Regions from separate parts of the Mus musculus genome. Here regions 2, 3, 4 and 5 are each linked to region 1. A link is a contact called in public Micro-C and promoter capture Hi-C data. All regions are on one chromosome and are shown on one strand. Each heading gives the region's core, a stretch centred on a gene start, on an enhancer-like site or on the middle of the called end of the contact. The rest is flanking DNA. Distances are from core to core; before and after follow the strand shown. Region 1 holds the start of Kcnc1 (potassium voltage gated channel, Shaw-related subfamily, member 1). Region 2 holds the start of Ptpn5 (protein tyrosine phosphatase, non-receptor type 5). Region 3 holds the start of Spty2d1 (SPT2 chromatin protein domain containing 1). Region 4 holds the start of Uevld (UEV and lactate/malate dehyrogenase domains). Region 5 holds the start of Tsg101 (tumor susceptibility gene 101).

What was found. Promoter capture Hi-C pulls out the DNA fragments that hold promoters and counts their contacts. Hi-C and Micro-C count contacts between places; a contact is called where the count stands out from the background.
Region 2: a promoter capture Hi-C map of embryonic stem cells shows a contact between it and region 1, with 3 times the contacts expected there. The contact joins the promoter of Ptpn5 here to the promoter of Kcnc1 in region 1.
Region 3: a contact with region 1 is called in a promoter capture Hi-C map of embryonic stem cells, with 3 times the contacts expected there. The contact joins the promoter of Spty2d1 here to the promoter of Kcnc1 in region 1. A contact is called at or near these places in 2 of 39 promoter capture datasets (embryonic stem cells and stem cell-derived epiblast-like cells), 1 of 15 datasets of contacts at CTCF or cohesin (embryonic stem cells), 5 of 484 Hi-C or Micro-C datasets (CD8 T cells and embryonic stem cells), 1 of 115 datasets of contacts at active chromatin or transcription factors (pro-B cells) and 1 of 9 other capture datasets (liver).
Region 4: a Micro-C map of embryonic stem cells shows a contact between it and region 1, with 1.9 times the contacts expected there. The contact joins the promoter of Uevld here to the promoter of Kcnc1 in region 1. A contact is called at or near these places in 2 of 39 promoter capture datasets (cranial neural crest and frontonasal cranial neural crest), 2 of 484 Hi-C or Micro-C datasets (both in embryonic stem cells) and 1 of 115 datasets of contacts at active chromatin or transcription factors (memory CD8 T cells).
Region 5: a Micro-C map of embryonic stem cells shows a contact between it and region 1, with 2.9 times the contacts expected there. The contact joins the promoter of Tsg101 here to the promoter of Kcnc1 in region 1. A contact is called at or near these places in 1 of 39 promoter capture datasets (cranial neural crest), 3 of 484 Hi-C or Micro-C datasets (CD4 T cells, centrocytes and embryonic stem cells), 1 of 115 datasets of contacts at active chromatin or transcription factors (memory CD8 T cells) and 1 of 9 other capture datasets (liver).

Annotation. Positions count from the first base shown.
Region 1 is chr7:46,393,541-46,399,821 of GRCm38.p6, forward strand. Kcnc1 (potassium voltage gated channel, Shaw-related subfamily, member 1) reads left to right here and starts at 2,928. Exons shown (of 4, transcript NM_001112739.2): 1 at 2,928-4,707. The coding sequence starts at 4,138.
Region 2 is chr7:47,128,569-47,134,849 of GRCm38.p6, forward strand. It overlaps Ptpn5 (protein tyrosine phosphatase, non-receptor type 5), which reads right to left and starts at 4,030. Exons shown (of 14, transcript NM_001163565.1): 1 at 3,710-4,030.
Region 3 is chr7:47,005,583-47,011,863 of GRCm38.p6, forward strand. It overlaps Spty2d1 (SPT2 chromatin protein domain containing 1), which reads right to left and starts at 2,832. Exons shown (of 6, transcript NM_175318.4): 1 at 2,493-2,832. The coding sequence starts at 2,552. Gm32031 (predicted gene, 32031) reads left to right here and starts at 2,972. Exons shown (of 2, transcript NR_166573.1): 1 at 2,972-3,011; 2 at 3,142-3,426.
Region 4 is chr7:46,956,027-46,962,307 of GRCm38.p6, forward strand. It overlaps Uevld (UEV and lactate/malate dehyrogenase domains), which reads right to left and starts at 2,492. Exons shown (of 12, transcript NM_001040695.1): 1 at 2,365-2,492. The coding sequence starts at 2,406. Gm39012 (a long non-coding RNA gene) reads left to right here and starts at 1,857. Exons shown (of 2, transcript XR_882075.3): 1 at 1,857-2,237.
Region 5 is chr7:46,916,346-46,922,626 of GRCm38.p6, forward strand. Tsg101 (tumor susceptibility gene 101) reads right to left here and starts at 3,624. Exons shown (of 10, transcript NM_021884.4): 1 at 3,476-3,624. The coding sequence starts at 3,517.

The DNA.
Region 1 (6,281 bases), core at 1,678-4,177:
CTTTGAGCGGAGCTATTCCCACACGGGGTGGGGGGTCAGGGGTAGTGTCTTTCCACATCCCAGCACTTCTACTTCTTCAGCTTGAACCAGAAACATCCCAGAGAGCATAGGAGTTAAGGATGCAGAGACAAGAGCTAATCCCATCTAGTGATAAGTCTCTGAAGCACGGGGGAGTTGAGTAGCTTTCTTGAGGTCACAGTTAGTCAGAGATGGGACACTAGAGACTAGAACCCAGGCAGTCTATTCTAGTTCTTGCTCAGAACCCTGAGACATGACGGATCATCCTCAACCAGCCACAGCTACCACAGATAATTTTGTGGGGGGGGGGGGGACGGGGACTGTAAGCCTTCCCTTGTGAAGGGGCAGGCAGCTATACTGTGGATGGCTGAAAGGCAGGAAGGGGTGAGGTTTTAGCATTTCTGCGGAAGAGGCTGGGCTTGATCAGCAATCCCCACCCCCGCCCCCTTGCAACCTCGATTCTCTGTTCCTTGTTTTATTTTTTTCCCCCTGTGCTTTCATCTTGGTTTTTCTGGGCTTTCTGTGAATGTCAGCCTTCTCTTGGTGTGAAGGGGAGGTGAGAGAAGGGACGGTTTATGCCCTGCTTGGGGTACAGAAGAGGGAGCGCTCCTTGAAGCCTAGGACCAGGGGGTGTCATCAGAGATCAAAGTGGGACTCTGAAAGTGGGGCACTTCGGGGAGGGTTCCCCCATCTGAGCCCAGCCTGCTTAGCTCTCGGACTGTGCTGTGACCCCTTTCCCATGCTCTCTCCCTCCAGCCCTGGCACAGCCATGTTTTTCTGGCACATCCTCCAGAGTTAGAGTCTTCGGTACCCAACTTTCTCCACCGGAAGATTTTTCTCTGTCCCTCCAAGACCTGATCTTTTCTCCGTCTGCTTTCTCCCATGCCCAGGTCCCACCATAGTGCCCACTGCTCCTCACCATGGAGTAGAGTCTGACTGGAGCTTAGTGCCTACCTCTCAGAGGTTCTTGGTAAGTCCTCACTCAAGACTCAGTCTCAGTTAAAGAGTCTAGACATCTGGAGCCTCTAAAGCCAGGACTCTAGGGTCCCAGCCGGTTTCCTTTTGCGAATCACTTCGACTTCAGTGAGGGGCTTCCCTGTCTAGGGCTCTGTGGAAAGAAGCTCTGGAGGCACACGCAGTCCTTTGATAAAGAGAGCTGAACTAGAGAGACATTTGGAGAGCCAAGCTCTGCTCCTATGTGGCTTTGCAGACAGGGAAGAGGGGGCAGCCTGAGCCCCTGTGGCTGGCTCCTCAGGTTTCCTGAGGAAGAGTCTAGGGAAGCCCCTTTGTCGGTCTGCCTCTTGACCGTTCACAGCTGAGATTGTACATGTCCTTGTCTCTGCATGCCTCTTTTTAAAAAAAATCTCACTTCCGGGGTCTCTATTAATCTTAGGATTGGGCTGAGCATCCTGAAAGCCACTGTCCTAGGGATCTGAATCAGGGCCAGGCTGGAGGTGCATCACTCTGGACCAGGAGATGGGACAGACTCTGGCCAGAGAGAGAAGGGCACTGAAAGCCATCTATCCTGCCTCACTCTGAGACCAAAGGGAATGGCTGTCTGGAGGAACGCTGTGATTAGTTTCTGGAGGGAAGAGGTCTCCTCAGACTTTTCTCCTCTTTGTCTGTCCATCTCTGCCCCTTTCTGATAACTCTGCCTCTCTGCCTCCCGCCTCTCACCCCCTCTCTACCTCCCCGCACTTTCCCCCTGTGACATGAAGATCTGTTTTAATTAGTGCTGTGATTCCCACGATCAGGTGGGGAGATAGGTCACAGGTTTGTCCCTAGGCTCGCAACAGTGCCTGGGGGTCAGTATAGACAGACAGCTATCTGCACTGTTAGCCAACAGGTAAGAGTCTCTCGCTTCTTAATTAAATCCCCTGTGCCGGGGCAGCCTGTTCGATTGTAGTGGACAGGAATCAATAAGCATCTTTCATAGCCCAGTGGCCTCTGGAGCTGGGCCTGACCTTCCAGTCCCTCTCAATCCCACCTGCTCACTTCTTTAAAAAGCTGGGAGTCCCTGGAGGTTGAGAGCTGGGTCTGACTTGTCCCGTGTGATTTTTGTACTTGGTAGAGAATCTGGAGCAAGTACGGAATGAGAGCTAATGACTGTTGATTAAATAAACCTAGGGGTGAGTGGCAAGCGTGGGCCAGAAGGACTTTGAAGTTAGAAATACGATCTCTGTCCCCAGCATTAACTTCCAGTATGTAGGGACCACAGCCCTGGACATGCATGGCTCACCACCCAGAGTGCCTGAAGGGGAGCGAGGCCGCCAGTATTCAAGGGGCTGAGCAGTCTTTGTGCATGTTTTCATAAGGTAGTTCAGTTTTCTGGGTAAACTGAGGTCTGTCTGTCATGGTTGTGACTAAGCCACCCTAGAATCAGGAAGGGTTCAAGGCCTGAAAGGGGCCAAAGGGATCAAGAGGGGCTCGGGATTGATCATTAATGGTGAGTTAGGACAGAGGGATGGTGAAAAAGGTATTATTTTACAGTCCCTGTAAGAAGTTATCTCTGAAAGAATCATTGGGCCTTCAGGCTTCCCCGGGAAGGGTCGGTATTAAAAGATTCCTTAAGAGGTCAGTCTCGTCCTGGTCAAGGAATGGCTTGTCTGCTCAGGGTATCAGATGGCTCCTGGGTTAGAAGAGGAGCTGGCCGCCGCCCTTCTCACCTCGGTGTGACGGGGGCGCGGGCCCAGACGTCGCTGGGAGCCTCCGCCCAACAAGTGGAGCTCCCCTAGGGCGGAGCGTCGGCGGGTCCCCACCGAGCAAGAGGCAACGAAGGGCGGGCGCCCCCAGCGCCAGGGTTGAGGGAGGCGGGGTTCGGTGCCGGCCTCGGAGGGGGGCGCAGAATCAGGGCTTTTTAGGACCCAGCGCGGCGCCTCCCTCCGGGGGCGAGTGCGGCTGCGCGCGCCGTGTGCCCGTGTCCGGAGAGCCGCGGGCTGGACGCGGACCGCGCGAACGAGCAAGCGAGCAGGCAGCGGAGCAGCAGCCCGGAGGCAGCAGCGGCGCGGCGGCGGCGGTGGCGGCGGTGGCCGCTCCGCGCCTCGCCTCCCTGGCCTCGCCAGTCTCGCTGCGCCGCGCCCGGACCTGCCACCCCCGCCTACCGGGCCCGACCTCGGCAGCGCCCCTCGCCTCGGCTGCCAGCGCCACCCGCCCTCCTAGAGCAGAGAGCGGAGTGCGGGGCGCAGAGACACCGGAGCCAGTGCCCGCCGGCCCCGCCAAGCAAACCCGGCCGGGAGAACCTTCGCTCGGCCCAGCGCAGCTCCGCAGCCGTCCGGGAGCTGTCCCTTCAGCACCGCCGCGGAAGCCTGAGTCCCAACGCAGCCCAGCGGAACCCCTGACCCAGCCCGAGCGCACAAGGTGCTGCGCTCAGCGGCCGCCCCGCGGGGCAGCACCCTGGTGCCCCTACCCAGGGGACCCGCCATCCCCTCCGGGAGGCGGGGAGAAGGAACGAGGAGGGAGGTCAGGCAGCTTCACCCGCCACCGAGGGGAGTAGGCAGATAGGCAAGGAGAGCCGAAGGGGACCGGTCACGCAGGGAGGAGAGCAAGCCGCATCCGTCCCCACCGCACCGGGAGCGCGCTGCAGCGACCACCGCAGAGCCAAGCGCGGATTTCTCGTAACCCCCTCTTTCCCAGCTGGGGCTGGTCTATCGGTCCGGCCCCCGAAACGGAGCAGCTGACCTTCCCCTAAAAAGCTTTGTGTCGGTTTCTCCATTTTCCCGCTGAGATGATACCGGGAGCCCGGCCCCCCCATCCTCTCTCCCCTCCTCCCGGGCCTCGCCGCTGAGCGCCGCCCCACTCCCTTCCTCCCTCCCTCTTTACCTCCCTCCTCTCTTCCACTGCCTCCTCCGCAGCCAGGCCAGCTCCCTCTCACACTAGGCGCCTTAAAGACCCTAGGGAGCCCGTGCACACACCCCTGGACCCGCACCTGCCTGACAGCTCCCCCTGAGGGAGCTTGGCTCGTTGGTTGGGGTGGGTGGCCAGAGCCGCGGTCCTCTGTGCCCCCCGACGGCTGGGGGGAGGGGGGAAGAGGCCCTGCGCCCCCCTCCCCGTCGCCAACTCCCCCTGGCGGCAGCTCCCATGGGTGTCGCTGGGCCGCGCCATGCCTAAGGGGGCGCCGCGATGGGCCAAGGGGACGAGAGCGAGCGCATCGTGATCAACGTGGGCGGCACGCGCCACCAGACGTACCGCTCGACGCTGCGCACGCTGCCCGGCACGCGGCTTGCCTGGCTGGCAGAGCCGGACGCCCACAGCCACTTCGACTATGACCCGCGTGCCGACGAGTTCTTCTTCGACCGCCACCCGGGCGTCTTCGCTCACATCCTGAACTATTACCGCACCGGCAAGCTTCACTGCCCGGCCGACGTGTGCGGGCCGCTCTACGAGGAGGAGCTGGCCTTCTGGGGCATCGACGAGACGGACGTGGAGCCCTGCTGCTGGATGACCTATCGCCAGCACCGAGACGCTGAGGAGGCGCTGGACAGCTTTGGCGGTGCGCCCTTGGACAACAGCGCCGACGACGCGGACGCCGACGGCCCCGGCGACTCGGGCGACGGCGAGGACGAGCTGGAGATGACCAAGAGATTGGCACTCAGTGACTCCCCAGATGGCCGGCCTGGCGGCTTCTGGCGCCGCTGGCAACCGCGCATCTGGGCGCTGTTCGAGGACCCCTACTCATCCCGCTACGCGCGGGTAAGTGACTGCTTATCCATCGGAAGAACCTGACCCGGAAAGGCAGCCTTTGCCGCTTCCTGCGGGCAGGGTGCAGTGGACAGTGAGTGCCCAGAGTGTTCTGAACACGAAGGGGGTGTGTACGTGTACGTGTGTAAGAGAAGGGGTGATTTTGCCATGATAACTGGGTTTATATACATGAGTTTGTGTTGCCGGTTGTATATGAAAGTGTGTGTGTGTGTGTGTGTGTGTGTGTGTGTGTGTGTGTGTGTGTGCTGTGCATGCATATTTATGTAACTGTGCGCTGGTGTGTATTTGGATGGATAAAGTCTGTAGGAACAAGTGAGCATATGTGTGTGTTTGAGTGTGCGTGACACCCCCACACTCTGGTTAGTGCCCGTTAGTGATGTACATCATGAAGGCATGAATTGCCCTTTGGTTTGGGAAAGATGGGGAGACTCCTTCCTTCTTCCTAGGTCAGGGAGCCTTTGGAGTAGAAACAGTGTCTTAGCCTGCTGGGAAGCTAGAGACAGACCTCAGGGACCACCTTTAAGCCATTTGAGGAAGTGGTCTTGCGACTACTCATAGTTAAGAGCTTGGTAGTTGGTGTGGATCTGGGCTGGGTGCGGGAGATAAGAGAATGGTGGTCTCTGGAACAGCTGCCTTCCCCGTACTGGGAAGAGCCTGGGGGAGGTCCAAGCCATAAGCTCCTGCTTTCTCTGGCCCCTGGGAAGAGGCTGGCAGAGAGGAAAACCTTAAGGGGAATGAACCCAGAAGTGTGTGAAGTGGGTGTGTCTTCCTCAGCCACACCCCTTTAGAAACAGCAAATTGTTACAAGGGAGAAAGGATATCCTGTTGCTGACCTTGGCCCTTCAGATGGCCTCCCTGGATTAGTTTCTTCTGCAAAATGGGGAGAGTGGTGGACTGCAAGGGCCATTTGATGGGCCATCTGTTGCTGAGACCAAGAAAGAGACCCCAGAGAGAGAGCTACCGTGGAAGACACACTCCAGGTCTTCCTGGGCTCTGTTCTCTGGCCTGAAGAGTACCAAGGATGAGAGAGATGTGTAGAGTTGGCAATCTGAAACAGTCCCTCCCTGTCTATAAGCCACCTCTGCCCCTTCCAGGCAAAACACTACCTCTGCCCATCTACTTACTGCCCCAGGCCCTTCTCTTTTGCAGACAGGCAACTGAGCCAGAGCTGGCATGGGGGTGAGGAATAAGGAGAAGCTGAAATCAGCAAATCAGTGGACAAACAAAATTTGGGAGCTAGGGGGAGGGTTCTGAGGTGCCCAAGGACAAGGAAGGGCTGTACAGGCAGACACCTGACAGATTTAATGCTAATATAAAACAGAATGACATACGGGGTGGGGGCAGCAGTTCAAAACCTCATACCTTGAATCCTAGAACAGGTATTGTGGGTAGAAATGGAGAGCACTTGGTCTCCCATGTTGCCACTGAGGATCTTGGCCAAGGTCAGGTAGGAAGCAGAAGGCCAAGTAAAATTTGAACCAGAGCCTCCTGGGACCCTATTCTTCCTTGAGATGGCCACCAACTCTCTGCTACTCTCCAGAAAGGCCAGGGACCACTAGAGGTGG
Region 2 (6,281 bases), core at 2,780-5,279, 740 kb after region 1:
ACCTATAAGCAGCCGCATGATGGGCCCTGCCCTCTTTCATGCCCTTTTCCTTGCCAGACTTCTCCCTTGCCTACCTCTTATAGCAAGCAACACAAGGTTCCTTAGAAACACCCATCTATTCTTATCCCAGAGCTCTTGCACATGTAACCTCTTCTAGAAAGGACTGCTCTCTCAAGTCTCCTCCTCACTTCCTCCAGGGCTTTGATTAGATATCAGCTCCTACAAGGCAGTTTTGTTTAACGAGAGTCCCATCCTCTGCCCTTACCCACCACTTACTCCTTCTGCTTTATCCTGCTCCAGAGGCAAACCTCAAGCATTTTATCTTGCTTAGGTTTTTATTTTCTGTCTTTCCTGGTGTAGGAAGTTTGTCTTTTTCAGCAATACATCTCTGGAACCTACAACAAGCCAGCACATCATGGGTGTGTCTATGCATCGGAGGATGAATGGATGAACTGGCTTTTGACTGTATCAGGTGCTTGGCCAGCAAAGCCTTGCATCAGGAGTCATCATGGCTCCTGTCAGCCACTCCTATTCGTTCAGAGTCTCCTTCCCCCTCCTGGCGGATTCTTTTTGTGAATGGTAGCATCAGCCATTCAAACCACAAAGCCATGCCATCCCTTTCTCCTCTTTCCCTGAAGCGCCCAAATCAAGTCACCTGCAGGTTTCCGTGACAAGAGACCTCTTGCTGATGCCAGATCTCTTTTCTATCCATTCTTCTAACCACCCCCAGTCCAGGCCCTTGTTATCTATCCATAGGCTACTGCCATCTTTTCCTACTTGCGCTCCCTGACAACAGGCTGCCCCATCTAGCTTGTTCTCCTTGTAGCAGGTCTGATTATATCTCTCCTTCACTCGACAATGAATCCAATTCCTTGGCTTGGCACCCAGTGCCCCAGCACCACCACCACCAAAACCTTGTCATGAGTTAGTTTTAACTCTTGGCTTCAGTGGGGATGGATCACTTTTCAGTTTCTGACCATGTTCCAAGTCCTTGAATCTGTCTGCTCCCTGCTCAGGCTGTTTCTACCTCTTGGAAGCATCCCAACTGTCTTCTAATATACAAATCACTTAGACCTATCTCGGGTACCAGTGAACTTCAAGAAACCACCTTGATTCTCAAGAAGAAGAAATCTGCCCTTCTAAACTTTTTTAGTAGGTTATCTGCCTTGTTTGTTCTGCAGGTTTCCGTGACAAGAGACCTCTTGCTGATGCCAGATCTCTTTTCTATCCATTCTTCAAACCACCCCCAGTCCAGGCCCTTGTTATCTATCCATAGGCTACTGCCATCTTTTCCTACTTGCGCTCCCTGACAACAGGCTGTCCCATCTAGCTTGGAGTCTTTGTATTTTTGTCCTAACTTCCCCACCTGCTTAATGGAGTGGTTGAAGCTCTCGGCATCACTGTTGTACCGTGCAGAGGAAATACAGGTGACCAAGGGTAAGAAAAGCCTTGACACTGTGTAAAGATGCATCACCTAATCATTCAATCTAAATAACTGCAAACTAACTGGAAAGCAAAAGTCCACCAGGGTGTTGACATGGATGTCTCACAGGGGATAGAGGCATAGGTCAGCAGGAGAGGGCTGGCTCTAGGGAGGATCACTGAGAGGACTTAAAATCCCACGTCCTCAAAGGATCTGAAGAGGGGAACAAGTGGAGGGCATCTCTGCAAAGCAAAGGCACGAATGTTGTAAGCATCAATCCATTCCTGAGTCCTCCCTCTGTCCTGGGAACTGTGCTCAGTAACCTACATGCATTATCTCTTTAAGTCAGTCAACATTCCCTCACAAAGTGAAAGAAGAGGAAACCAGGCCCAGAGTAGTCATATAAATAAATGCTCTTCCCCTCCCCCGACCCCCCCCCCCCCGCCCCCCGGCTAACCCCAATGAATAGTGCAGACCTGAAATCCTGGACATGAGAGAATTTTCCTTAAGGAGAAAGTGTGCTGCAGAGAGGTTACAAGAAACCTCTGAACTACACAGTGGCGAGGAGGAGGAGGAGGAGGAGGAGCTGGACCTAGGACCAAGGTGTCCCTCTCTCAGGGTGGGGGCTTTGGCATATCCCACACCTAAGTGCCACAGTTCTTTATGAGGTCAGTGTAAATGGTGCCTCTTAGGAGGAGGAGGGTACCATCTACTTAGACTAACGATGCCAGTGGTGGTTCCTGGAGCTGTTATGAGGCCACCTCTGCCCTGCTCCATGTTAGGCTGCTTACCTAACTCAAGAAGAAAGCCCTTGAGACAGCCTCATGCCCCTAGATACTGAACTTGATCTTAACTTGGACCCTATCTCATCTGAACTCTCCAAGGTGACCAACTTCATCTTTTCTCCATCAAGTTGTGGTTGAACTCTCTAGCCAGCCTCTCTTGGCACCTTCTGTCACCAGACAGCCCACTCTGCATGGGGACACCTAGCTGCCCTTGAGGGAGCCTGGTGCAGCTGTAACTCAAGCTTCCTTGTCAGCTTTCTCAGCAATACCAAGAGGCCAGCCTTCGTAAACAGCAAGAAAAAGAGCCATCAGTGGGGACCTGGGGGACTCCATAAAGGAAGGATGATTAGACCTCTACAAAGACATGGTTGGATGAGCAAAAGTGGGTGCTCATGGAGGACGGCAGAGTGCCTGACTGGGAAGGCGTGTGGTCATCCCAAAGTTAAGTGAAGAGATGAAGCATGGAATGCCACATCACCTGGTCCAACTGGGGACCCTCAGGCTTAGCAACTCCTGGAAGGGCTAGAGCCACGCCAGGAATCGAATTTCTGCTTCATTCTCCAAATTACCTTCCAAACCATGGATGCTTGCAAAACAGAGCCCCCCTAGAGGCGAAATGAGGCAAATTAAAGCACCCACTCCCATTTTTTTTTTTTAAACCAGCAAGGATGACAGGAAATGAATGGCATCTTCAGCTTCAGTTGGGGGAAGGGCCAGCACTGTCAAGACTCACCTGGCGTACTCACGTGAATTTCTGGGCTCTGGGGTTTCCTGGGGATTAGGTCTGATTGTGTAGGGGGAGAAAATGGGTATAAAAACCAAGCGCCCCAGATTCCGATGCATGCTGTGCTACTAACTCGCTAGTGACCTTGGCCTTACCACCTCACTGGCCTCAGTTTCCCTGTCTGGAGAATGAAGCTATCAAATGAGTTTTTTTTTTTCCCGGCCCCAAGATGCTACTTCACTCTCTAATTGATCCTTGATGAGGATTCTGACCCAAGCTTTGTAGGAGCCTGGGCCTCCTCCAGGAAAAAAAAAAAAAAGCAATATGTCGGGGGGAGGGGAAATGCACCGGGAATCTATTTTGGAACCCAGTGGCGGATGGCTAAAGGGTCTCGGGGAAGGCACAATTTGGCAACCAGCTGGCTAGCTACCATTTCCATCACCCCTCTCTGGGGGTTCAGAGGCGCTGCAGCTGAGAGCTGCACACCAGCCTGGGCCGCAGAAGCTCAGACCTGGTCCACTATCTGAATCCCTCCTTGGAACCACGCAAGAGCACGGGGAGTGGCGGCCGCTCCTTCCGTGGTCCCCAACCACAAGCCCCCTCCCCTGCATTGGGGACCCCACTTCCAGTCTTTGGGGCTCCCTACGGGGGGCGTGGCGGGGGCGGACTCGGGCTCCTGGGTTCGGTGGATTGGAGGAGATGTCAATTTCGCTGCCGCCCCAGAGGGGACCCCGTACCAATGCCTCCCGGCTTCTCACACAAAGGCGCCGCACTTACCGGCCAGAGCGGGCTCCAGGCGCCGGCGGACAAGCAGGCTGGCGGGAGGATGTGAGCGCGCGAGTGTGCGTGTCTGCGTGTGTCCCTGTCTGTGTGTGACAGGGGCCGTGCGGAGCTCGGTGCGTCTGCGTGTGCGGGGGCGTCCGTCTGTCGGTCTGTCCGCGGAGCCCTCAGTCCCGCTCTCCTTGCGTGCTCCCTGCCCAATCGCCCCACCAAATGCGCCTGAACTGCAGAGTCGCGGGTGCAGCTGCCGGGTCTGCTGGGCACCCCCAGCCCGGGCTCCGCCCCGCCCCCGGACGGGCTTGCGCCGCTCCCCGGGAATTGCGCAGGGCTCGCCCGCTTGGCGGGGTGGGGGTGGGGAGCTCCAGCATCGCCTAGGGCTCTAGAGGGGCGGACCACAGACCCTTAACATGGGATCCCATCTCCAGTGCCCCCTCACCCGCCACAACTCTGTACGGAGTCCCCACAGGCGCCGCCCCCATGCCAAGGTTGCCTGGACTGAGAGGGCGGGGGAGTGGGAGCGCCGCATCCATTTCATTCATGATTTTCTTCTCTCCGGAGCCCCGGGTCGGGGCTGCGCGACTACGGCAACCGCCAGAGGGACCCCACTAGGGCTGTACACATTTTATCTGGAGCAGGACGGACAGACAGATGGATGAGGGTAGAGGCAAGCTAGACAAAGGGGTCAGAACTGGGTTGGGAGTGTTGGTGCACAGGGGGATGCTGTAGCTGGCACCTGTACCCGCGGAGCACTGCATACCCGGGAGCTCAGGACCTGTTCCAGGACTCGGAGGAGGCGCCTTACTTCCCACTCCTTCTTTTTCTGTCTCTGTAGAGCAAGAGCGGGTGGACACCTCTCTCTCCATCGGGGTTAGCTCTCCTGACTTATGCAGCGGGACAGGCACCCATCCGCTTTGCTTTCATGTGGGCGCCAGGGTTCCAAGGGCTGCCCAGTTGTGGCATTTTTTCCAATCTTACCTTCTCCGGGGCTTGTTCCTGACATTTCACCCCACTGCAGGCTCTGTGGGGGCAGAGTGGATCGCACACGCAGCAGTTTTACATGGCGAAAATGAGAAGCAGGACGCGGCTACTAAAAAGAATGGTTCCAGCCACTGCTCTCCTCTGTAGCTTAAATTTCCGCAGTAGCCTCTTTACTAGTCTTCCGTCCCTGGCCACCTGCAGCTGTTTCTTTACAGAGTACTCCGAGCGATCCTTTTGAAAAGCGCACCAGGAAAAAAAGGAAGAAAGAAAGAAATGCGCACCAGGTTGCATCTATCCTTTGTCAGAACTCCCACAGCCGATGGCCATTGCATTCACCAAAGCGCCCGTTATAGCCTGGGAGGGTCTTCATGAGCAGGCGTCCTTTAATGCTCTAACTTCACTTCCTGCCCTTCACTCCTTCCTCCCAATCTGTGGCCATAACCAAGATGGCAGCCTCTCAGGCCCCAGGACCTTCACATTGTTAATCTCTCCGCTCCAGAAAGCCATATGGCTTCCCTTTCTCCCGTTACCTCTTTAATGTGCTACTTCCATGAGGTCTTTGGTGATTCTCCTAGTTAGGATTGCAGGCCTGCTCCTCGTGTTTTCCTATGGTAGTTAAAACCTTCGTTTTTGTGTACCCAGAGGTGCTCCGGTTTCTTATGCTGCCTTGCAGTTTTCCCCTGTCACCAAACTGCTGTTCTCCCATCTCTAGGCCATTGACCTCACTGTGCTTTAGCCTGGAATGCATCCTCCCACAAACCCCCATTCTTTGTGCAATTCTCAACACCAAGTGTCACCTTCTCCTTGGAACCTCCCTGGCCACCCTCAGATCATCCTCTATGCGGTGGTCTGAGAGAAATATCAGTCCTTTATCCCACAGCCTATAGCGGTTCTCCATTTCATCCAAGGGACAGCTAAAGCTGTGTTTCCAGAGACACTCGCCTTCCCCACCTAGATGCACTCTAGACTTCCAGACAGTGACTTTGCTCTCCTTGATTCTCAGCACAGAAGGATTCATCAGCGTCTGAAGGCCCTAAGCTGGGTCTTTTCTTTTGCCTAGGAAAGGCACAGAGGCAAGCTAGGTCTCCTGCTTACCCTCTAGGAATTTCCTTTCCAGGCAGTGGGGAGGAAGGTGTCAGTGTGACAACCAGGGCGTACTCCCTGGCTGCCCAGGAGTGCTTGTGGACCTGCTGCCCCTCCCTGAGCCTGTCAGCGCCATGTCACGCTGCAGTGTCAGGCTGAGCTTCCTCAGGTGTCATTAAAGTGACTACCAGCTACTGAGTGCCTACTATGTATGGGGCAGTGCTTCGAATATCCCCACTGTATTGCTTTATTTAATCTTTGTGACTACTTTGGTGAGTGGTGGACATTTTTGACATGCCAAATAGTCTGGAGGGACCAGGTAGAATAAGTAACTTTGTTAATGCCACTTAAACAAGTGTGTTCTTCGAATGAAGCTCTGGCCAGTTCCAAAGTCCAAGCTCACAGAACAGAGAGCCTTTGCTCTGGGGACGGGGTAGCAGATGGAAGTGAAAAAGAAGAGGACTTAGGAGTCTCCCTGCAGGTCAGCCAAGCCCAGGTTCATGCACTG
Region 3 (6,281 bases), core at 1,582-4,081, 610 kb after region 1:
TCTAACCCTCAAAGCCCCCAGTAAACTCTTCTATAAGCTGCCTTGGTCATTGCGTCTTATCACAGCAATAGGAAAGGAACTCTTTGAGGTAGGGAATAAAGGTGGCTGAGCTAGTGGGTAATGGATGCTCAGGGAGGGGACGTGATTTCTTTGGTGATGCAGTCTCTGGTAAACTGGCCATGCCTCCCCAATGCTCATGCATCTAAACTCAGTGGATCTTTCTGTGACTCTCTCTCACCCACCCACCCACATCATGAAAGTGAGGGGCCTTGGGGCCTTGCTACTTTTCAGAAGCATGTGAGGGATCTGGAGATAGGGCCCGGAAATAAACAGCAGAGCACCGAGGAAACAGCAACATGAAAGCAACACACATGTAATACAACCTGTGTTGATGTATATTAAATATAAAGCACGGGACATGGGAATTTGTTAATACTCTGTGTTTAATCAGCGTTCAAATTATCCTGAGCTGATAAAATTAAGCTGGATAGATGGGTCAGATTAAGCAAGATCATGGATTAAATTTAACACTATTTACCTTGTTTTATTCCAATTGATTTCTTTTTTATGGCTTTCATTCCGTGTAAAAGATAAAGAAGTTAAGGATGCACACTGAGCCAAACCTCTAAGTTTACTCTCTCTTTTAGGGGAGGGAAGGATGGTTTATAAATGTAAATCACTTCACAGAGTACAATCACAAAGCAACCAATACACGTACTCTCTAAGTATCACGCATTTAAAATTTTTCTGCTCTAGGATGATCTGTCTGCCCTTTTCCCAGAAGCTTTGGCTTTTAGTAATTCATTCATTCTCATTCTCTCTCTCTCTAATTCATTCATTCTCATTCTCTCTCTAATTCATTCATTCTCATTCTCTCTCTCTAATTCATTCATTCTCATTCTCTCTCTCTCTCCCTTCTTTTTTTTTAGTTTTTTGAGACAGGGTCTCTCTCCTTAGCCCTGACTGTCCTGGTGTAGACCAAGCTGGCTTTGGACTCACAAGATCCTCCTGCCTCTGTGAGTGCTGGTATTAAAGGTATGAGCCATTACACCCAACCAGATATTGGCTTTCTAAATCTGGGTTCTGATTCTTCCACAAGACAATTCTTGGGCACTAAAGCTAGTATCTGTTTTTGTTTTTTTGTTTTTCTTTTAAACTTTTCTCGAGATTCAAGAAAATTTAAGATAAAATACAGACCAAATTATGCAAACATGATTATGATATCTAACAGTAATGTGACTAGATAATCTACAAATGCATAAAGTACAAATGCATAAAGGCTTGTGCCCACAGCAAAACCTGCAAGGCTGATGAGATGTGGCTTAGCAGAATCTTATTGAGTGATTATTATCAGGGTGGGACATATATGTGTGTGTGTGTGTGTGTGTGTGTGCATGCATACAAATATAACTACGTTTACTCATTAATTTAGGTAGATATACTCAAGGGTTAAAAAATAGGCTGGATTTGACAGGAAGTGACAAGATAGGAAAAAATACTGCAACATACAAAATTAGGAAATGCAGAATCCAAGTGAGATCGCAAATTCCAACTGATTGACTCTAGAAGGTTCTTTTAAGTTGGACACTTCACAGATTAAATCTCGGGTATCACATTGCGATATATCGGTTTACAGCTGTTCTGTGGGTACCTTCTGGTGATCCAGAAATGAGTAGTTTATGCAAAACAGCTATAACCCCAGAAAGCAGATGTGGGACCACTTCAGTATTTACCTCTGAAAATACTATCAAACTCACACATTTACTGAGCAAACGGAACCTAAAAATCTGGAAGCCCACTAGGAAATGAAAGCTGAAAAAGGCTTTGCCCAATCCGTTCGCACAGGGAACCGATAGATCCAAGGGACATACGGCAAATAAAAGGTCTACCAGCACACCCGCAGCCCACATGATCACCTCACAGTTGGCTATGGATTTCCTGCAAAGCCCTGAACTCTTTCCAACAGAAGATACCTCCTTGGCAGGTGATACCATCTTTGGTTCAGTGGGTGGGGCCACGAACCGGAGAACGCTTTCAAGAAATCACAAAACGTTCACCTGGAAATCCGTATTCGACCCGCTAAAAGACCCAAAGGCTATCAGGACAAGTCCTTAAAGTTCTTAAAAGTCCCCGAGTTTCCTGACTATACTGGTCCTCAATTTAGGGGCTGAAGTTTATTCGACGCCAGGCGCTACTAATGCTACACAGTATTCAGTCAGGCGCGGCTTATCCCCCCCGACTTTGCGCAACTCTTAAAAACACCGAAAGCCGCAAAGCCTACTTTTCAGGGCACAGGAGCTGGCGAAAGCGACCCCAAGAAAGCGCTCCCTTTTCCATCCCCAGCTCCCGTGTACCCACACCTCCGCTAAAACTCCAGAAGAGGGCGTGCGTAGTTCAGGCTTTCCCGAGGCCGACAGACGCTCCCCGAGAAGTTCCACCCACCACACACGAACTTGACGCCCGGGTTTCCTACAGCAACCCCGGGGACTCACCGGTACGTGGTTGACACCTTGTCCTTTGGAAGCGATCAAGAGGATTTCCCTGAAGTCCATGTCTGGCCGAAGAGAAAAGCCCGGCTGGGCCGGGGACTCGGGACGCGGTGGATGCGAGTCTTGCCTCTCGCTGAGCCTAAGCGCTACTGACTGGCTTGCCTTGGTGGCCCTTCTCTCGCCGCCCCTCGACACCGACACTTCCGGCGCCTTCTAATGCCGTGTACCGCCCCCGCGCTGCCGCCGAATACGAAGTATGTGTGTGTATGTATACACACATACACACACACACTCACACACACACGCTCAGCGCCTCCGCAGCGCTCGCAAGTATTTGCGCAACTTCCGCTTTCGGAGATAAGACACGGAAAACGGGTACGTGGCCGTTGGCGTTGGCTCAAATGGGTGGGACTGAGGCTTTTACTAGCCAATCAGACGCAAAATGGCAGTTTAGGGGTGTGGCTAAAGGGGGCGGGGAGAGCGGTCAGCCCGAGGATCTTCGCGGCGAGAGAGGGTTTCAGTGTGAGATCCGGGGAGGGTGGGGTGGGAGGGGGGGGGGTGGAGAAGAAGAGAGACCCGACCCCCTTCTAGAGCTGGGCTCTGTAGGTGTCACGCGTGGATGTACAGATTCCAAATGACGGTATTCCAACAGCTGGTGCGACAGGTCTGGAGCAAGGGATCTCGGTTTCGTTTCGCTGGAGCCCCGAAGCTACGCATGCGCACAAGAATCCTGTCCCTGGGACGCCAGTTATCTCCTGGAGGCACCTGATGTTCTTTTAAAAACCTAGGGAAAGAGCGAAGACCTTCGTCACATGCCAAGCAGAACTTGACTCTGACGCACTGCAGAATATAGTGCATTCATTGGGAGTCTAGCCTGACTTTCTTTTGCGTTATCTTGAATTTGGTCATTTCGACTCAATAAAGTAGACGTGAATAACTAGGTATACCTGAGTCTGGGGGTGGGAATGGGCTACGGACCGGTTTGGTGTGATGGAAATACCCCTAAACTGGACTGTGGGGGTGGCTGCATTATTTACTATTTTTTGTACAGCTGAAAGGGTGAGTGTATACAATAGACCTTATTCTGTGATGATGTGAGCGCCTGTATTGGAATGGCTCCACTTCAGGCTGAGTAAAAGACCAAGATGAAGCCTGCCTTCCCCCTAGAATTTTAAATTTCCTTTCCTTTCCTTTCCTTTCCTTTCCTTTCCTTTCCTTTCCTTTCCTTTCCTTTCCTTTCCTAGACAAGGTTTGTCTGTGTAGCTCTGGCTGTACTGAAATTACTCTGTTGACTAGGCTAGCCTCACACTCACAGAGTTCCACCCGCCTCTGCTTCCCAAGTGCAAGGATTAAAGGCATGCACCATCACTGGCTGGCAGTGTAGAAATTTTTCTCTTCCTCAGCCTCAGATATCTTAAGAACCCGCCCCTAACTCAACATAATATTCCTTTTATAGATACTTTTTTTGTACTTATAGATGCTTTTTAATACATACGTATATACATTTTTGTGTGTGAGTGTTTTTGCCTGTATATTAGTAAGGGCTCCATAGAATACCAGAACTTAGTTGTGCACTACTAAACAGGGCATGTCTCTTCCATGTTAAATTAGCTCATCTGAGCTGCTGTAAATGTGTACCCATGAAACTGTCAGTAACTATATAGTAGTAATGAGCATGCGTATATGTGTGTGTGCGTGTGTGTGTGTGTGTGTGTGTGTGTGTGCGCGCGCACACGCATGCGTGTGTGTCAGAGAGAGAGAGAGAGAGAGAGAGAGAGAGAGAACATGCACAGTAGCTAATGTTAAATTACTGCCGCTGCTTGTGGTAATTCAGTCAGGAGTAAGGGAATGGCAGAACCCCTATCTGTATTAGTCAGGGTTCTTTAGAGTCACAGAACTTATGAAATGTCTCTATAGTGAGGGAATTTATTGTGATTATTTACAGTTTGTAGTCCAACGATGGCCAACTATGAATGGGAAGTCCAAGAATCTAGTACTTAGTCCCACAAGGCTAGTCGTCTTGGCTGGTCTTCTGTGGAAGTTCCAACAGATCTCCTAGCAAGTAAGTTAAGGCAAAAAAAAAAGTGATTCTTCCTTCTTCCAGTGTCCTTATATAGGCTCCAGCATAAGGTGTGGCCTTGCATAAGGTGTGGTCCAACGTAAGGTGTGGCCCAGATTAAAGGTGTGTGTGTACCACCAAGCCTGGATCTGGGACTTGCTTTGCCCCAGGCTGACCTTGAACTCAGAAATTTCCTTGCCAAGATCCAGGTCAGAAACTTGTGTCTTCCAGCTTCAAGATCTGGATCACAGGTGAGCCCTCCAATTCTGGATTGTAGTTCATTCCAGATATAGTCAAGTTGACAACCGTTACACTACCTTTACAAGGAGAAACAATTAATTCAGCAGATTGATCATGAGTAACTATAACACAGAAAGTAGTAACCACTGATTAAGGAAAGTGCAGAGTGGAGCGTTGCTAGAGTTTGCAAATAAATGGCAGTTAAAACCTTTCTTATGCTTCTGAAATTGGATTTAGTTGGGTCTCCTATACTTCAGCTGGCAAAATTAGAATTTAATAGAGTTGCAGTTGGAACGTGAGTACAGATTGAATCAAGGACTTAGCAGGTATATTTACGGTGATAAGAAATAAGATTGTTAGCTGGGCAGTGGTGACTCATGCCTTTAATCCCAGCACTTGGGAGGCAGAGGTAGGCGGATTTCTGAGTTCGAGGCCAGCCTGGTCTACAAAGTGAGTTCCAGGACAGCCAGGGCTATACAGAGAAACCCTGTCTGAAAAAACAAACAAACAAACAAACAAACAAGAAATAAGATTGTTGTGCCAGGGAAATGTTGGTGATCCCCCAAAACACACAAAGAAGCCAATATGATGCAACTCATAGAAGGGTCTTTATTCTGTTCGAGCTAGCTTGGGCCCCCCACCACTGTCACACAGGACAGTTTTGGTAGTTCGGGAGCCCGGAATGTCTATCAGGGCAAGGCTTAATAGTAAGCAGCAAGCAGGGAATACATGTACAAGCATCTAATTGGAAAGCTCCCGTGGCCTTTAACATAATTGGTTGGTGCTGGGAATGCTCCCTTCTGCATTGGTGGTCGTTAGGCAAGGGGTGGGCTTGTAAGCTGGGGTGCAGTTTGTTTGGGGACTAACCTGGAGCTGTTGGTCTTGGGGGTGAGCCTAGAGACTGGAGCTAGGCTCAGGTTTTGTTGGGGAGCAACTTGTAAACTAATGCTATATACAGCCTATTAGCCTACCTGAGTTCAAACTTAGGTCAGGTTCTCTAAAATGAAGTCTGAATTTAAAAGCTTTGGCATCTCAAGATCAGGGGCTGGAGAGATGGCTCAGCAGTTAAGAGCAGCGTTTGCACTTCCAGAGTTCCTGAGTCCAATTCCCAGCAACCACATGTGTACTCACATAAAATAAATCTTTTTTTAAAAAGAAAGATCAGAAATGTGACGAAGGTTGAGAAGGTATTGAGAGCCAGAGTAGGAAGGTAGGAAGCAGCATTTAAAACAGCAGTCAGAGCTTGGATAGTTGCAGTCGCCTTTAATCCCAGCACTTGAAATGTAGAGACAGGTGAATCTCTGAGTTTGAGTCCAGCCTGGACAGCCAGAGTTACAATAGTGAGATTCTGAGCAGGGAGGCAGGAATAAATGAAAGTCCTGATGACATAGTATTTATTCCCTTTAGATTGACACAATTCAAATTCCAAATAAGCAATGCTGATAAAGGTGAGGGAAATATACCATCATGAAAATATTTGAGATCAGTTTGGT
Region 4 (6,281 bases), core at 1,242-3,741, 560 kb after region 1:
AAAAAAAAAAAAAGAAATCTAGAGAATCCATGCAATTTGCTAAGTTGGATACCAAAGCAAGGTATTAAACACCAAGCTTAACCCCAAGCTCTGGGCCTTGATCAGTTAAGTCTAAATGCCTCCAAACACCCCGAGAGCCTGTGGGACAGTACATGATGAACCACTCATGAGCATTCAAGATCCACCTGTCTTTAACTACATTTTAATTTACTAATTTAATGCAGGTATGTAAGTGTGGGTGCTGATGTGGAGGGCAGAGGACACTCGCAGGAATCAGCTCTTCCTTCCAACCCCAGGCTTCCAGGGACCAAGCTCAAGGGTGTCCTGCTTGATGGCAGCTGTCTCACCAACCTGTCAGCCCTTTTGTCTGAATGCCTCCTTCACTAGAGACAACTTGACTTTCCCTTGTCCGCCTCCAGCTGGTATCTTAGATTTTACAGGGGAAAGAAATACAAGCAAGAGTTTGCTACAAGCTGGTGAACTGCCTCTCCCTGTCTTTCTTTGTGGCCTTGTGGGCGCCATCATGTAACTTCTCTCAACTTATTTTCTTACCTACAAAGAAAAATCCTACCCACTCCCGAGGCTCACCATGAGGATTAATTGAGAGGAGGCAGTTTATCAACATCATGGAAATCGAATAAAACTACTTGGAAATCAGTTCAGAAAGGTACAGAAGGGATATTGAAAACCTACCACTGTTGGAAGAAATAAAATGGAAAGGTTTTTTTTTTGTTGTTGTTGTTTGTTTTGTTTTTTCGGTTTTTCAAGACAGGTTCCTCTGTGTAGCCCTGGCTGTCCTAGAATTCACTTCGTAGACCAGACTGGCCTCGAACTCACAGAGATTTGCCTGCCTCCGCCTCCCAAGTGCTGGGATTGAAGACCTGGCTTGGAAAACTGTTTTAAGTGGGAAAGTATCCTGTGTTTGTGGATCTAAGATCGTCATGATCATCACATTTCCCGAAAGGTTTGGCGTAATCCCTTAGTGAAACTTCAGCTGTTACAAAAGTCTGAAAACTGGGCTGGAGATGTATCTAAACGATAAAGCAGTTGCTTAGGATATCCAGAAGGCCTGGTTTTGGTCTGCAGCACACACATACCTCACCATTAAACACCAATTGATATGGACACTCGTGAGACTTAGAACAGCCACAATAACCTTGGAAATGAACAAAAAAGTTTGGCGAAATCGCAGCATAATCAAGATACAAACCATAATCAAAATGAGACAACAGTAAGTGCTGGCGAGGACGTGGGGAACTCAGAACTCCCCCGTACCTATCTGCACTGCTGTGGACTGGAACACAGTCTCAGCTTCACAGGGCAGCTGTACTGATGAATGCCTTTGATCCCAAGCCCTTGCTAGGCAGAGGCAGGAGAATCTTGGTGAGTTTGAGGCCAGCCTGGTCTAGATTTTTTTTTTGTATTTTGTCTCATTATGTAGCCCTGGCTGTCCAGAACTTTACTATGTAGAGCAGGCTGGCCTCAACTCACAGAGAGCTACCTGTTTCTGCCTCCTGAGTGCCTGGATTAAAGCCGTGTGCCACCACACCAGGCTTCTTTTTCTCTTTTTTCTTTTTGCAAATGAGAAGTCTTACAACCAACTCAATCAACCTACACCTGTAACTGTAAGCTAAACCATCAGAATCAACTACATACACGATTTCAACTTTAGGAGCTCTTAAAACTCTTACAAGTGTAAAAACTGTCCCGACAAAGAGACACCCCCTACGTCCAAGAATATCAGCACAGAATCATGTTTCAGGGCTCTTCCAGGGCAATCTGAACGGCCAGGATCACTAAACAAGGTAACCTCTGAACTAGACAGCCCTAGTATGCTCGAGGGCGGGAGTCAGGAATGCTGAGCATACAGCCTGGGGGTGGGGTGGGTAGAGACTTGAGGGTGGAAGAAACCTCCATCCACCTTTCCACAGTAAAGCCCTGTCCAGGCCTGCACTCGCGTCTGCGGGGTTCTCGTTGTGAGTACCTACAATGTGACCACAGTGCTAGATGAGAGGACTACAGAGACAAGAGTACAGTGTACAGTCACAAACGCTCCAGGAGGAAGCACGGCGGAGAATGGCTTCCACAAGGTGATAACCCGGATTTCTCAAAGCAGGTAGAGACACTAGCAGGGAGTGACTCATTCAAGGGGGGCGAGGCACCGCCTGCCTGTGACCCCAGCACCGGGAGGCTGAAGCAGGAGGATTGCCGCGACTTCCAGGCCAGCCTGGGAAAGAGTATGTATGGGTGTGTCAAAACGACAAAACAATCTTGGAAAAAAGGACATGGGGTGGGGGGAATGGGCTGGGGCGACGCGCAGTGACGAGAATGCTAGGTCCCGTCCGCCCCCCGACCTGCCTGCACCTTGCCTAGCAGCCGTCTCACGCCCTCACAGTCGAACTCCATGGTCAGCAGGGGCGCGTTCTTCGGCCGCAGTCACTGGGCTTGTTTCAAAACACGCTGGGAACGGAGGCCGCACGGGCCCAAACTTCCGCAGAGGACGGTCCCCGCCTTCTGCAGTAGGCGGAGCTCGGGTAGGATGCATCCAGACGCCGCGCCCCGTCAGTCAGGTATCGACTAGACCCGGAGACCAGATCTCAGAGCCCCGCCCCGTCCCACCCCGCCCTTTCCAGTCCGAGGACTCCCGCGGGTTCTGCATCTACCTTTACCCTAAACTAGAGACTGACAGCCGCCCAGGGCTCCGGGGACTGGAGCGCCCTGCGAGGTGGAAAAATACCGCCCGCTTGCTGGGGGTGGGTGGGGTGGGGGTGGGAATTTAGCTAGGAAGAACCAAAGAACGAACAGATGCAAGCGACATGCGAGTTTCCTGGGAGACTAGAATTCAGCACAAAATTGGGGGGTGGGGGAGAATTATCAAAGTCAAAAAGTGTAGCCGAATTTTAATGTTCAAAATCAAGGTTTTGCCGGGTGATGGTGACGCACGATTTTAAATCCCAGCATTCAGGAGACAGGGTCAGGCTGGTCTCTGCCAACCTGGTCTACAAAGTGAGTTCCAGGACAGCCAGGGCTACACAGAGTGAGAACCACCTATAACTCCAGTTGAATAGCTTCTCACACCCTCTTCTGGGCGCTGCGTGTTCGTGGTGAGCTACTTCTGCACTGTACTTGCAGGCAAAACACCCGTACACATAAAGTAAAAACAAATTTCAAAAATAATATTGTCACGACTAACCAAAAACCAACTGCACAGAAATAAGACTCTTTTTCCTGACAAGTGTCACTAACAAGATTATTAAAATGGCTAGTAAGCTATGCTTAGAATCAAAACACATCAGTCTTGACCTACACATAGCAAAATGGCTTTTATTCTTTTGATCCATGTCTATATGGTCTTCATAAATCACCTTATAATATTACTTACCTTAGAAGAATTCTATGAAGAAATAAGTATACCACCACATTGAAAAAGCAATCTTATAGCTCATTCTCCTTAAGCCACATAATATTTTAAGTGTGCCTTGTATTTCTGCTTAATGAACTATCTTTTTCATTCTAATATCTCCTCAAAGTCTTTGTGCAGTAGCAGTCAAGATCCCTGCTGCAGCTGAGGTGAGACCCCCTGAGTTGAGGTTCCTCCAGCTTTATAGCTAGCAAAATCCATCTTTGTCTCTGGCATAGAACACTCACAATAACTTGTTAGAAGTGCAGACTCCTGGGGCTAGAGAGATGGCTCAGTAGTTATGCCAACTGTAACCCTGGCTCCAGGGGTATAGGGCATCTCTGGGCTTCCAGGGCACCTGCACTCATGTGCACGCGCGCGCGCGCGCACACACACACACACACACACATACACACACACACACATACACATGCATGTGCACACACATGAACACACATAGACACACATTTAATTGCAAAATGTTAAATGCAGGCAGGTAGACAGATGGTTTAGCTGTTAAGGGCAGTTGCTGTTCTTGAACAGGAACAAGGTTCAATTCCCACATAGCAGCTCAAGGCTATGTATAACTCTAATTTTAGGGGATCTGATGCCCTTGTGCCCTCCCTCTCCTACCCTTTTCTGACACCAGGCACTCTTTTTTTTTTTTTTAAAGATTTATTTATTTATTGTATGTGAGTACACTGTTGCTATCTTCAGACACACCAGAAGAAGGCATCAGATCCCATTACTGATGGTTGTGAGCCACCATGTAGTTGCTGGGAATTGAACTCAGGACCTCTGGAAGAGCAGTCAGTGCTCTTAACGGCTGAGCCATCTCTCCAGTCCCCAACACTAGGCACTCTTATGGTGCACATACAGGCAGCTCACACACATAAAATAAAGATGAGTAAATAAACAAGAGAATTTTGAAGAACTTATTTGTTGATATGAAATTGTATCTATTTGTTGGTATAGTTGATATTTTGAAATATTTATACGTTGTGGAGTGGCTAAATTGAAACAATTAGTATGAAAGATATAGACTTAGGCAAACAGAAACTCTAGGGCTAGTCTGAGAAATGTTTTGGATGCTGGGGATGGAAATCAGGTCCCCAGCTCTGTGGCAGACCTGTACTGCCAGCTGCCAGGCAGGGTGTTTCAGCTGCCTTCAAGACAATCCCGAAGGAGTGAGGTCAGGACACTGTACTATGGGGCTTTCTCCTAGGACTCTGGTTTATGAAGACCTTCCTGCCAGAGGCTGGAACATAGCTGTACTTAAGAAACTAGGCTTTGGGCTGGAGAGAGAGATGGCTCGGCAGTTAAGAGCACAGACTGCTCTTCCAGAAGTCCTGAGTTCAATTCCCAGCAACTACATGGTGGCTCCTAACCACCTGTAATGGGATCCAGTGCCCTCTTCTGGTGTGTCTGAAGACAGCTGCAGTGTACTAACATACATAAAATAATATTTAACAAAAAGAAAGGAAGAAACTAGGTCTCCTGCTCCTTACAGGGAGGGACAGCAGTACAGCTCAGGGAGACGGTGTCTGAAGTGTTTGAGGATTTGGACACCTGGAGGAAGCTCTAAGGAAGAAAGGGCTCACTCTGGACTAGTGCTATCAGAAGCAGACACGTTTCAGTGACTAACTTCCCTGTGAAGGTTGTATGTAAGATGGGTACACTTGGAAAAAGGAAGGCTATAACCAGCAATGACTGACAAAGCAGCCGGGGCAGCTGGTCTTAGCCAACAGGAACCTGTTTGGTATTTCCTTGTTCTTGGTTCAGTTGTGTCTCACTTTTCCATGGGCTCAGCGACCTTATCTGTTGTTAGTATTTTGTGGGATGGCTTCTATCCAACAGAGGAATGAACTGACCTAGCTCTGAGGCTCAGGGCAAATTCTATCAGTACTGAGCTTAGCTCTATGATAAGCAACTTGTGTGTGTGTTTGAGACCACACTGACCCAGCATACCTCTGTCCATCCTGAATGAAGCTGTTGCATTTGGCGAACCATGTTACCTCTGCATCCGTCAAGGGGGAAATCCTGAAGATCTCGTCTGGTCCTGTGGATGTGGGCCAAAATGTCTGAGCAGTCATGCAGAGGCCCCTTGAGGTCCAGGTCAGCCAGCAGGGTAGCTGAGCTTGGGGCAGCAGGGGCCAGAAAGGTTATCCTGGGGGCATTTAAGAGGAGAGACTGGTAATGTGTCATTTTGGCATTGGTGATGGACAGGCTTTGCCCCAGTGACAGTTTGTTAGCATCTTTGACCAGGAGGGCCATTTGTGATGATTTGCAAACAGTTGTTCCTGGGTCTCATTTCTGTGACAGGTAGGCCACTGGCTTGTGCCAGGGCCAGAGTCTGAGTCAATACCCCTTTCGGATCCCAGATCTCTCGTTCATGAAGAGATGGAAGGGCTTAGTCACTTCAGGCAACCCCAAAGCTTGTGTAGAAATTTCTTTCTGGTTTCAGAGAGCCACTTCTGACCTTCTCTTAATATATTTCCCCCTGGATCTAGGGAGGTCACCTGTGGTTGGCATAGTAGGGCCTTCTTAGTGGAGGATGGATGGTCCAAATATCCCTGGGCCTCCAAGAGGTCTGGGACTCCTCTAGGCATTTTTTGTTCCTGTTGCTACCATGAAGTCATTTATAAGCTGTTGAAGAGACTTTATCTTCAGGTTTTAGCAAGATAGAGTGTTGAGCTCTGTTAATTATAAGGAAGCTGGTGGGTTCCCCTCTAGTTTTAGGGTTACCCTGGGCATCTTTTTCTTTTTCAAGTGGGGGCATTTTTTATTTTTAGGGTGGCCCCCCTTACCTCTTTTTCTAGAAGTCATTTGTTTCAGACATCTCTTACACAGGGAGGCCACTAGCTGGCACCAAGGCCTGAGT
Region 5 (6,281 bases), core at 2,374-4,873, 520 kb after region 1:
TACATTAAATTGCACTATTCTTCCCCTGACCCCCCAAGACAGGGTTTCTCTGGGTAGCCCTGGCTGTCTTGGAACTCACGGAGAACAGGCCAGCCTTGAACTCACAAAGATCCACCTGCCTCTGCCTCCCAGTGCTGGGATTAAAGGTGCGCTAAACTGCATTTCTAAGTAGCATGACATCTTGATGAAATCCCAGTCCTACTGTCCCGCCCAGGAAGTGAGTCATCTCTTTGCCCAGCATATCCACACTAATATAGGCTACCCTGCCTGCTAGTGACTGACTGGCCTAAGAGTGACTGTCCTAGTGCTTGTGTTCAAGGAACTACTTTACTCAGTGGGCCTCAAGTTCAAGAGGAGTAATGCCAGAAATAGTATTAGGCTATCTTTTATAATTTTTCTATCTTGTTACATTATTATTAACCTCTTACTGAATGTAACTGGTAAGTTAAATCTTCTCACAGGGAGAATTTTATCTAGGAAAAAGCACAATACATAGTTGCTGTTCAGGTACCAAGCCTTCAGGTTGTCCTGAGCATCTCCTGCTCTATTCACAACAAGTCTTGCTCAGCATTACCTTCAAAATACATCCAGAATCTTGGGCTGAAGAGAAGGCTTAGTGGCTGAGGGCACTTGTTACTCTTGCAAATTCAGTTCCCAAGACTCACAGTGGCAGACTCTGAACTGCCTATAACTCCAGCTCCAGGAGCTCCAACGCTCCTCTGGCTTCTGTGGGCACCCACGTGTCTATGCACATACATACATACATACATACATACATACATACATACACTTAAAAAAAAAAGAATGTTTGTACACATCTACCTCCAGAGTCTGACTTCTACCTCCATAGCTGTAACTATGGTCTAAGTGAGCTGCAGCAGCGTTGTCTCTACTTCCACTCTTAAACCTTAGTCTTAGTAGAGCATCTAGGGTACCCCTGTTTCAACTCGGCTGGGTGCTATGGATCATGCCTTTAGTCTCACCAGAGGCAGAGTAAGGTGGCTCTCTCTTAGAAGTCAGCCTGGTCTAGGTAGGGGGACTCTCAAAGAAAAAAAAAAGGGGGGGTGCAGGGGAGAGCTAAAGAGATGGCTTGGTGGTCAAGGGCACATACTGCTCTTGCTTGTTAGATAGTTCACAAATAGCTATAACTCTAGATCCAGAAGGATCTAGTGCCCTGGCCTCTGTGTGTACCTGACTTATGTGCACACACCCATACAGAGGGATCTAGTGCCCTGGCCTGTGTGTGTATGGGACTCATGTGCACATATCCCTACATTTCTCTTTGTTTTTATGGAGGTGTGTTTTTGGTGACAGAATCTCACTGTGTAGCCTTGGCCAGCCTGGACCTCAATATGCAGACCTGGCCGGCCTGAAAACTCACAGAGATCCGTTATTAAAGATGTGTGCCACTATATCTGGCTCCATACACATAACTGAAAAAACAAAAACTTAATTGTTTCTTAGCACAATCCAATCAAATTCCAAAATCCTTACACTGGCCTACAAGGCCCTTCAAAATCTCTCACATCACTAAAGCTCAATGTCAAACAGCACTACTTCCTGTAGCTCAGTCAGTCTCGCTACCAGCCTTTTGCTGGTGAACTTCTGCTTCAAGCCTCTGCGCTTGTTTTTCCTTCTTCCTAGAACTGTCCTTACCCCAGACTGTTCCAGAGCTCATTTCCTTCTATGCTCAGGTTTCTGGTCAAATAGACTTCTCACAAAGCCCTCCCCTTACCATGCAAAAGAAAGCCACAGCCTCAGCACTGTCACTGCCACCACCATCTCTTCTCGCTTTACTTTCCAAAGCTGTTGTCAACTTCCCAATGCTATTGCCATGACTTTGATAGTGGCTTCCACGTAATCAAGCTCAGAAGTACAGGTTTTAGTCTGGTTGATCCCACTGTCAGATCCCTACAATTTATGGAACAATAGCAGCTTGTGTTTTGGAGACAGGGTCTCACTATGAAGACCAAGCTGGCCTCAAACTCAAGAGATATACCTCCCTTTGCCTCCCAACCCATAAACATGTATGGCACCAGTTCAAACTCAATAACAACTTTTATTATGACCACTTTCTCCTCCCCAGTTAGTAGTGACTCATCTTCTATTGTAAAACATTGTATGTAAAAAACAGGTTACTGGTATGAACAAAGTAGAGAGTTATTTGCATAAAGAACGATAGACTAACTGTAGAAATATACTTAATTGGTAAAAATCACAACCAAAAATGGTGCTAAAAAAGTCTGCTTAGGATGGGAGATAAGATGATGTTCAAAGGAGAAAAATGATCTGAAGCGAGGTTAAAACACCAAAACTGTCTGTCTCTCTCTCTGGGTGAGCCAGAATGTCTTGATAAGGACAGAGATCCCCAATCAGATGAAGTTAATGGGCTACATCTTCTAAAAGCTTAATTGAGGCTTTGAAAAACAAATGATTTGAAGGTAAAACAGTACTATATCGACCTTTACCGGGACCTCGTACATTCCCCCAGACCCCTGTGTCATTACAGATAACTACAGGGAAAAAAAAAAAAAAAAAAAGGAAGCCTAAAAGATTAAATGGTTAGACAACCAAGAGACAAGAGGTTTGGTCTTCAAGGACTCAGGGAAATGACTTTACTAAAAAAGATCTAGTTTTACAAAGAATAAAAAAAGAAGAAAAAAAGAAAAGAAAAATTTTATGTTTTGAAATGCGGTCTCACTGTGTATCCCTGGCTGGTCTGGAACTCACAATCTGTCCTGATCTGTCGTCAACTGCCTACAGAGCGCTGGAATTAAAGGCCTGTGCCACCACGCCCAGCGTATTCGTGTTTCCTTGTAAACTAGAAACTTCTTAACCCCACGATCTCTATTATTGCTCTGATAAGAGCATCAAAGTCAACTTCAATGACTAAAGGAGTTAGGGCTCAACTACGTTACATAAATTTCATTCCAATTAAATTTGGTAAATTACAAAAAGCAAGGCATTCTGGAGTCCGATGCGCAGTATTAAGTACTAAGTAGCTAATGTGCAAAATATCCAAAAGGCCTTTTAAAAAGTGAGAGGAAAAAAAAAAAACCCACAACCAGTCAAGCAGTAAGAATTTTTAAGTTCAACTCAAAGTAAACAAGCAAACAACTGCGTTAATCACAGTTAATGCAAACAATGGAATGCAACTGCAGAGTTCTCTGGAGCGGGGAAGGGCTGCCAAGCTCGATTTTCTGGCTGCTCTACTTCAGCGAACCAATTGCACCAAGAGTTCCCGAGCTCCGGTGGGATGTGCCGGGTTGGGCCGGGGAGAGGCGCGCGGGGACTGGTTCTGAGCAGGGCCGGGCTCCGGCCGGCGGGGACCGTCAGCAGCGCCGGGCAGACAGCAGCGGCCGCGCCAGGCACGACCCCGCTTTTGTTTATGGAGGCGAAGGCGGGAAGGGCCGCTCCGCAGAGGGAAGGCGGCCTAGCCCAGCCCGCGGGGCCGCCCCGTAGGGCGCGGGCTCACCTTGGACATCATCTTCTTCAGCTGACTCTCGGACACCGCCATGGCGCGCTCCTCCGTCCCCACAGGCAGAGGGTAGGCGCCACGGGGCCGCCCCAGGCCGCCAGACAATCGCCGCCGCCGCCGCCCCGCCCCTGCGAAGCAGGAAGCCGGCACGTTGTGCTTCCGCTTCCCGCGCGTCACTTCCGGGGCCGCTGGTCTGCGGTGCGAAGTCGGGCGAGAGATCAGGTCCGGTCCACGGGTGCCCGTGGTGCGGTTGTTTGCAAGCCTTTCGCGGTCCCGAAGTCCCGGCCCTCTCGCGAGCCTTGCCACCCGCTGCGGCTCGGAAGGTCCTGGGCTCGCGTCGCTCACAGAACTAGCTCGTGGACACTCTAGACACTTTTAGGTGACTGCGCCCGAGGCACCTCTGATTATCACATCCGTTTTTGTTACTGCAGTTTAAACGCTCGAAAGCCCTTCATGTCAAGTTCGCAAGGGCAAAGGAGATTTTTTTTCCCCCGTTAGGAAGCTATGCGGTAATTTTCTCCTCTGGATACTTTCCCCTAACAATTCCAGTGTGCCCACATAAAGATTAGACAGGCCGCAGTCTGCCTTGCTTGAGGGCAGGCTTCTTTTCAGATTATAAAGAATTTACCCCTTCAAACTTCTGAGTTTGAAGCCTCTCCAGTGTTAATCCCAAAAAGGCAAGGAGCAAGATCATGGACCCAAATCATCATAGCCAAATTAATTAAAGCAAGCAATTAATTAAAACCTTTTAATTTGTGTACAGGAAGTCAGCTTTGGACATAGGCTAGAAAATTGGTCTTATAGCTCAGGGGTAGGGAGTTTCCAAATGGGTGATTTGGCAGGTACATAGGCGGGTTACAGGAACAGAACAAAATGGCCATAACACATCTTGTGAAACAAAGACGTGGTTGCAAGGGGGTCTTAACAAGGTACTCATGACAAAGTGACCATGACAGGTGGTTATAAGGACAGGTGGTCATAATAACCTTTTGAAACAAAGGCATTGGGTGCCGTATAGAAACATTTGAAGATAAGGTTACAGGTGGGGCATAGCCCAAACCCTTGAGAAACAGATTTAATCATAAACAGGAACGATGCTGATGGCTTTCAAGCCTAAAAATGGAGACAGGCTGGCCTCATCACCAGCCCAATTTTCAGATCTTAATTGCCTTGTAGAATACAAGAGGTGATACTCAATCTCAATTGAGTTTCTATTTCCAATAAATGCTTGTTAGAGGGGCTGAAGGGATAGCTCAGCAGTAAAGAGTACTTGTTGCCCTTGCAGAGGGTTAGGGTTAGGTTCTCAGTTACAGGGACTCCTGATAGCCTCCATGGGCACCAGGAATGCAGATGGTACACACACATCCAGTGCAGGCAAAACACTCATGCTGGTAAAATAATCTTTAAAATAAAAAGCGACATATTAACCATCAATTCTTATTACTTTTTATTTTTTAAAAAAGATTTATTTATTATTATGTCTAAGTACACTGTAGCTGTCTTCAGACACTCCAGAAGAGGGCGTCAGATCTCATTACAGATGGTTGTGAGCCACCATGTGGTTGCTGGGATTTGAACTCAGGACCTTCGGAAGAGCAGTCGGAGCTTTTCCCCGCTGAGCCATCTCACCAGCCCTCTTAATACATTTTATAAATACAATCATCTAAAGTATAAAGCCTAGTATAGACAGCAGTGAAAGAGAATACATCTGGGTGATCTTAGTATATAATCAATTCCTTTCTAAATCCAAGGTCACGGACGGCCTAAGGGAAAGTGCGTGGCAGGTGTCAGCATACTCTATCTTAAAAGGGAACATCAGCCTTGAGTAACTTTAGCTCCAGTCAAACTCCAGTCTAGCCTACTACCCACTGTTTCAGTTTAAAATCACGTCTTGGCCCTGGGGAGAGGGCTTAAGGGGTTAAAAGCACTTGTTCTACAAGTCTGAAGGCCAGACTTCAGGTTTCACAGGGTATTCCCACCCATGACTGTAGCAACATCTATACTACCAGCTTCAAGAGGGGTGAAGAAGGATGGCTGGGGCTTGCTGACTTCCGGCCTCACAAAGAGGTAAGCCCCAGGCTCAGGAGGAGACTGTTGTGGGGTCCTCTTAAATTCAACTTAACTCAAATGCTAGGTCAGTGCAGATGACAAAAATTTACTTTTTTGTCAGGGCAGCAGAGCATACTTGGGAGTGGACACTGAAGAGATGTTGAACAGCTTATTTAAAGGATGAAACCATAAAGCAAGGGGGAGTGGGGTGGGCTATAGCATTGTCCAATCATATTTTGACACAATGGGTTGAGCAAGGGAGTTTCCGTCAATTAGGATCAAAGTTGGTCCCTGGGCCTGGGAACATGAACTTAGTTTGACCCTGTCCGAAAGATGGAGAAGTTGTCCTTGAGATGTCTGGACTTAGACAACTGTTTCCTTACAACAAAAGCTGTTCAGCTGTTGAGAAATCTTTAGCTTCCCTGGGGCCTGGGACCTGGAATTTAGTTTCTATGGTTAAATGGAGTGTGAAAATGCGATGGTAGTCCGTACAGTAAATTTCTCTGGCTTGTTGCCAACAGGATGAGTGATGGAGGGCACTGAATGCCTTATGTCTCCCTCTTTTTTTTTCTGGTTTTTTGAGACAGGGTTTCTCTGTATAGTCTTGGCTGTCCTGGAACTCATTTTGTAGACCAGGCTGGCCTCGAACTCAGAAATCCACCTGCCTCTGCCTCCCAAGTGCTGGGATTAAAGGCGTGCACCACCACTGCCCGGCTCCCACGATGTCTTTAAACATAACTGAGAAGCACTCATT